2 separate regions of the Pan troglodytes genome follow, and region 2 is linked to region 1. A link is a contact called in public Hi-C data. All regions are on one chromosome and are shown on one strand. The core of a region is the stretch at or near the end of the contact, and the rest is flanking DNA. Distances in the headings are between cores, read along the strand shown.

Region 1 (3,326 bases), core at 143-2,642:
CAGCAGTAACACTGCAATTCCAGATAGGGGACTTCTCCAATATCCAGGGAGGCTGGATCAGCAGTAACACTGCAGTTCGAGATAGGGGACTTCTCCAATATCCAGGGAGGCTGGATCAGCAGTAACACTGCAGTTCCAGATAGAGGACTTCTCCAATATCCAGGGAGGCTGGATTCTCCCACACATTTCTCAGGAAACACATAAAAGCCTTATCCTCTAGCAACTTGCCTTGGGGGAGGTCTGGAAGAGCTGCTTCCGACCTGACTTGGAGTCTGAGTGAGAAGAAAGCAGCGGGGTATGGCATATTTTGCGCATCAGCTTCTCCCGTTCCCTGAGTGGCATTATCCAGGACTTGCAGGGGGCAGCCCAGCCCTTCTTCTCTTAGAAGCCCCAGCTTGCCGAGGGCCAGTCGGGTCTAACTTCTTGCTCATCATAAGGCAGCACCATGACAGAGAGGAAAGGAAGCTGGAGCTGCTGGAGGCAGGGCTGGGCTCCCGAGCAGGAAGGGCATGCAGTTCCCTGCTTCATGCAGTGTGGGGCTATCCAAAATTATTGTCTAAAATACCCTTCAGAGGAATAGAAATGCCACTGCTGACGTTCTTTACTTTAGGTCTTTAGGGGATTTTAGAATGGAATCTAAAGAAAAATGGAAATGACTCCCCCAGTGGTAATGGTCTCCATGTGATTAGAAGCATGGATAAGGATGAAACTTGGAAAGGGAAAATGATGAGAACCCCCCAAAATCTTGACCTCCTCCATCCTCTTCTTTCTGGCATGTGCTTGTGGATGGACAGACAGATAGCACCCCGCCAACCCACACAAACCTGTGGTGTTGTCTGGAAGACCAGAAGGGGTTGCCTGGGCCTCCTTCATCGGCCACCATCTGGCTTAAGCAAATCTCTCACTCGGAGCCAACACCCTGCCCCTCCCTGTGCCACTTGCGTAGGTGCCCAACAGCTTCAAGATAGGAGCCTCCTTCCTCCCCTGTTGCTCCTCACTTCTGGGGCTCAGCAAGGATGTTCATAGCTCCTAGCCGACCTTCTGCTTCTCCAGGGATGGGTGTGTCTGGCCTGCCACGGTTCCCGTGGACACCGGCAGCCCCCCTTGCAAACTCTGTTCCTGCTCTTCGAGTGCATTCTTGGCCCACACGACCAGCCTCTAAGGTGCCCCCGCTGCAGGAGAGCCTCCCACTCACTGGCTCGCCACTCCGCCTGTGTGCTTCCCAGCCGACCAGGGCGAGTTTTCAGAAAACTATTTTTAGAAAGAGTAACCTCAGAATAAACACCACTCACCAGATGCTGGTGTTTTTCTGGGGCAACCAAGCTGAGGATCATTTGTTTAAAGAGAAAGGTGAAACAGACAACGTTGCTCTTTTGGCCTGGGATGGTTTGCAGACTGCTGGGTTTTACTCCCTCTAGCGGCATGATTTTAGAAGACATGACACTGCCTTGACCCAGACTAATAACCATATTCTATAATGGCCGGGATATTTGAGATAACTCAATTTTACTTGACATTTAGGCTTCTAGTTTGATGCCAAGTAAGGACAGATTTAATCCTAAGTTTACAGGTACAAACATGTGTTAAGACTAATAGGACAAACTCTCTGCATCATTGTCTTATCCCTGCAAGGGTTGATGAATAAAATTCTATTTTGAAAAAGAGATGTTATAGTAAAACTGCTGGATATCTTTGATTACATAAAACTTATTCCCTACAGAAGACCTACATGTAATTTTGTACTATGTATCACTTTCCTAAATAAGTGGATGGGATAGGGAAGAACAAATTAGAAGAGGGACTTGTGAGTCTAATGTTGGCAAGAAAACAGAACAAAACAACATAAAGCCTTCTGATTGTAAGACTTGAGAGACCAGAAACACCTTACTAAGAGGCATCAAAGTGTGTCTCTCTTTGAAAGTTGTAATCGTATTTCTAATCATTATATTTCTTAGTGAATTTGGTACAATCACAAAATGACAACAGAACAAAATGAAATGACTTTTTGTAGACCTTCCTTCTCAATTCCAGGATTCTACAATCCAGCCCCATTTCTCTGATTGGAAGAAAACTGTAAATGAAAAGATTGTCACTGGCCTGAAGACATTAGTCCTCTGATTAGCAGAGCTTATCAGTGTGGAAAATAGTCAATGGACAATGATCTAGTCATATCATAAATGACTGGATTTCTCCTGCAACCTGGGTGTTACTGAGCTGCAGACTAAAACCAAAACGACTGTGGGTGACCAGAGGGAAAACGCTTGAAGTCATCAATCAGTTAAATCATGCTCATATCTCAGCTCATTTTGAGTCAGACTTTGCACATGACAGAACTGCATTCATTCAACAGAAAGCATTCCATTCACAAAGAGTTCAGCTAAACTGACACTTGATTCATTACGAGTTCTTTTGCGGAAGGACTGGTTGGTTTTCCAGAGTAACAGCCTCGTCTCTGACCGCCCTTTTCTCTGTATTCACATTCACCATTTTTGTATGTTTCTGCCCACAGCTTATCCAACTTTCAGCAACTACTGATGGGGAGACTAGAATGCTGGTTTCCCTGTGGCACATGAGTAGTACATGATACTTTTTGTCCTCTAAAGTGGATCGTCACCAAGAACATGTCGGTGCTAATTTCCCTGAAGCATTGGTCTGTTTTCCTTTGCTGCAGTAGAAAGGAAGACCTATATACTATGTTACCCTGAGGGCAACATTGTTCCTGGTTTAAAACCACTGACTTAAGGAGAGGTACTGGGAATGAGAGAGATTTTATTCTTTCTTTTTTTCTGTTTATATTTTTCAACAATTATAGCACACCTAAACTGTGGCGTAGGCCTTGGGGATCAATAGCAAACAATGATAAATTCCTATCGTCAAGTAACTTGTATTCTGGTATATGTGTACAACAGAGACAGATGGTACATAGCAACAAATACATGAGTATTCCTGATAGTGATAATGTTATGAAGACACTAACACAAGGTAGTGAGCAAGGGAGTAACTATGTCAGCATGAACAAAGTGCAGGGACCATGGAGAGCTCTCAGTGCCAGCTCTTGCATTTAGCTGAATCTTGGATCATAGCAGGCAAGAGATAGCCACTGGTGGTGGTGGCCCCGGTGGTGGTGGCAGTGGATGTTGTGAAAGACAGTAATATGACCAAAGTTATGGTTTTACAAGTTTCTTTTGATAGTGATCTGTTTGCAGGATATTGGAAAAGAGCAAAGCCATGGAAACCAAGAAATTGGTTAAGAGGTTGTGTAATTATCAAGAAAAATGGCAATAAAAGCCTGAGCTGGGTGATGGCAGTGGGAATGGAAAGAAAGG
Region 2 (3,402 bases), core at 639-3,138, 340 kb before region 1:
CCCAGGCCCAGGGTGGGTTTGGGTGTCTGCCTCTTTCCCGGCATCTTTTGGGAGATGCAGCGGTTGGCTGCATTGCACCACCAGTATTTGGGCAGAAGGGGTCTCTGTAGGTGCAGAACACAAGTTCTCAAGGCTGCTACAGTTGAAGGAAGCTACTTCGTAGTTGAATAGATTCAGACTTCTTGAAAACCCAGCTCATGCTCATTAACTGCTATCCTGGGAGACACTCAGCACCTTTAGTTTCTTGAAAGCAATGCCCCCCTGCATTTGGCCTCCCATTGGAAGATATGTTTCAAGATCCCTCTCCACACAGAAGACAGTTTCTTGCCCCTCTCCTCGCATCCCAAAACTCATCTGTCTTTTTCTTTAAAATATTGTATGCAAAGGAGTTTCTCCTTGTATTTGTTTCTCCTTGCATTTGTAACAGATGTAATTGGGAAGTGATTCCTGAACTAACTTTTTCTCCTATTGTTACAGGTTAATGTCAACAATCAGAATACTAATAATTTATAGTAAGAGTTAGTTAATTTTTTGGATTCATACATAATTTTTAAGTAATATGCCAACTGTCCAAATACTATGTACTGGTTTTCTTGCCCATTAATTTGATGCTTCCTTTTCATATAATTTTTCCCCATAATGAGATATCACCTTACACTAGTGAGGATGGCTGTTATCAAAAGAACAAAAGATAAAAAGTGTTGGTGAGGATGTGGAGAAATTCGAACTCTGGCGCAGACGGTAGGAATGTAAAATGGTATAGCCGCTATGGAAAACAGCAGGGAGGTTCCTCAAAAAGAGGAAAACAGAACTAATATAGGATCCAGCCATTCCACTTGTAGGTATTTATCCAAAAGAATTGAAATCATGATCTTGGAGAAATATTAACATGCTCATGTTCATTGTAGCACTGTCAAGATGAGCTAAGATGTGGAAACAACCTAAATGTTCATCAATGGGTGAATAAAGAAAATGGGTGGATACAGACAGTGGAATATTACTCGGCCTTAAAAAAAATGAAAATCGTGCCATATGTGACAACATGGATGGACCTGAAGGACAGTATGCAAAGGGAAATAAGCCAGTCACACGAGCATTAACTGATTTTCCTACATGCAGTAAGCATCCTCTTAGTCATCTCTTCTTACTGATTCCCTGCCTCTATGGTAGCTTTTATTAATGTGGTCGACCAAGAATGGGAATAATTACGGCTATTATTTGTTGGGCATTTATTCTGCGCCAGTCCAGGGCTACGTGGTTGACATTTCTCTTTCTAGTCCTCACGGTGGTCCCACCTGGTAAGTATGGGCATCAGTGTGACATGTGGTGGTGAGTCCAGGCTCCGGACTGCACCACATGCGTTCAGCCCTGTTTTTTTCAGTTAGCAGCTGTGAAGCCTTCTGACTCACTCCAGGCCCTAGTTTTCTTATTTGTACAAAGTGGGTACTAATAGCACACAAACTAGAGGGTTTTAGCGAGAACTAAATGAGCTAACACATCCTAAACACTTAGGACAAAGCCTGCACATAGTAAGCAATAAAAAAAATTACTTTGTATTCTACATTATACAGAAAGAGAAAGTGAGTTAGAGAGATTAAGTAACTTGTCTGTGCTGGAATTCAATCCAAGGCCTTTGACCTGTTTTATGCCAAAGCTCAATCTCTTCTCAACTATGTGGGAACATGCAGAAATAGCTTGTTGTTGTCAGAACTGGGTTTTGAATGCAGCTATTGGGTTTTGCCACACGCTAACCTGCCTTTGGGCCTAGATGGTGGTTTGTCTTGGCTGGTGGGATAGGGAGGGCTGGAGGTTCCTCATTTTATCCTCTTTTACTGTACCCCTCTACGTTGGCCTTCAGGGGGCGCCATTGAGCTGTATTCGCTAGGTTCCAGGAGGAAGGACCTCAGGACAATTTGAAATTACACATGATGAAAAGAAAAACTCAAAGGCCGAAATCCAAACTGCTAAGACTTTTGTCTTTATGAAAAAACAGTTCCTAAAAAACAAAATTCCTCCCCTGGAAGAATGAGAGGACTTTTCAGAAGTCAAGGTTATTGCAATGTTTTTTTTTTTTTTTCTGTGCTCAACATACCTGTACTTAAAAAAAAAACAACAAACAAAAACTATAAAGTTACTTCAAAATAGAACAAAACAAAAAAGCACCAAAGACACTGAAATACAAAAACTTTGGAGACCGGAGATAATTTTCAGAACCTGCAACCTTAACCTTGTCAGGGAAGGTGTTCTAAAACCTGTCTCTCCATCAACAGAATAAAACAAATGTTTAACTCTGGTTAATGCTAACAAGGATCTAACACATCGGAGAGCATGGAAGCCCTGGAAAATAATTGCGACCAATTTTCCTTTGCTGATTTGCCAAATCTGAGGTTCCAGACGGCGTGACTTCCCTGGAAGCATTCAACAGGAAAGCCCACCTGTCTCCATGGCCAGCCTTAGCCCACCTGGGGCCTTGCCACACCTACTATCTGACCTCTGGCCTAATCCCAATGCCAGCCTGTGAAGCCAGCTTCTATGTGGAACCAGTGCTCTTGGAGAATTGTCAAAGCCCCATGATGACCCTTTGTCCACAAATGGTGTACAGTCTGATCATTCTTTGTCTCTCTCTCTCCTCTCAGGCATACATTAAATGTGGGAGAGAGCTATCCTGCTCAAAAGAGAGTGCTCCTCATTCTGACACATCTGGAAATCATCTGGCAAATGTCTTCTGACCATCTCTGAGTGAAAAAGCCTTCAAGTACCTCAGCCCATTTCAGCTCCACAACTTTCTCTTGTGATCATCCCTGTTTTACAGGATATGGAGGGGTAAGGTGACTTCAGTGTCACCTAGCTCCTGGAGTCGCTATGTTGAGGTTCTGGCTCTTTTGATTTAAGTCCAGGAATCTATAAATGACCAGATCTTCAACTTTTGCTGAGCAGAACCTGGGGCTGAAGCTAAAATTCACACAGCTTCATCCTTCATTGGCTGTCTCTCCTCACCTTTGCAGGGCTTCCTGGGGCTGTCCTGATAAGAGAATCTTTGCTATGATCCCCTCAAATCCCTCCCTTTGGCAAAATGATTAGGGCCTATCTGATGGAATGTGAGGTACACTCAGAAGTCCCCTCCAATCTCCCCCAGGGTCCCCGATTTTGATCTTAGCCTTCCTGGCTTCATGCTCACCATTACCTGCTGCAGCCCTGGCCAGAATTCTTCCATTCTGTAGAATGCAAACACCTTCAGAAGGGGATGGCTACTTTCATCCCTAAGGTCTTAATGTGATCTGGTTTAGAACTCTTTTCTTTGTGGGAGGGGGAAAACTAGGAGTAGGAAGCAAAAGTAGAAGGGTCAGGAAGTGCTAAGGGGAAGGGATGGGGTGCTGCCTTTCCATGTGGCTGACGGCCGAA

The links. Hi-C and Micro-C count contacts between places; a contact is called where the count stands out from the background.
Region 2: a Hi-C map of a lymphoblastoid cell line shows a contact between it and region 1, with 9 times the contacts expected there. The contact joins two enhancer-like sites. A contact is called at or near these places in 5 of 7 Hi-C or Micro-C datasets (blood, induced pluripotent stem cells, a lymphoblastoid cell line and 1 more) and 1 of 1 other capture datasets (stem cell-derived neural stem cells).

The regions. Positions count from the first base shown.
Region 1 is chr9:130,222,082-130,225,407 of NHGRI_mPanTro3-v2.0_pri, reverse strand. No RefSeq gene overlaps it. Among named protein-coding and RNA genes, the nearest start is that of ETS1, 300 kb to the left of the region's middle. Within about 2 kb of position 1,392, at least 3 of the 24 cell types and tissues checked have an H3K27ac peak or open chromatin away from gene starts, as enhancers often do. A contact at or near this core is called in a lymphoblastoid cell line, where this site is marked.
Region 2 is chr9:130,561,952-130,565,353 of NHGRI_mPanTro3-v2.0_pri, reverse strand. No RefSeq gene overlaps it. Among named protein-coding and RNA genes, the nearest start is that of ETS1, 43 kb to the right of the region's middle. Within about 2 kb of position 1,888, at least 1 of the 24 cell types and tissues checked has an H3K27ac peak or open chromatin away from gene starts, as enhancers often do. A contact at or near this core is called in a lymphoblastoid cell line, where this site is marked.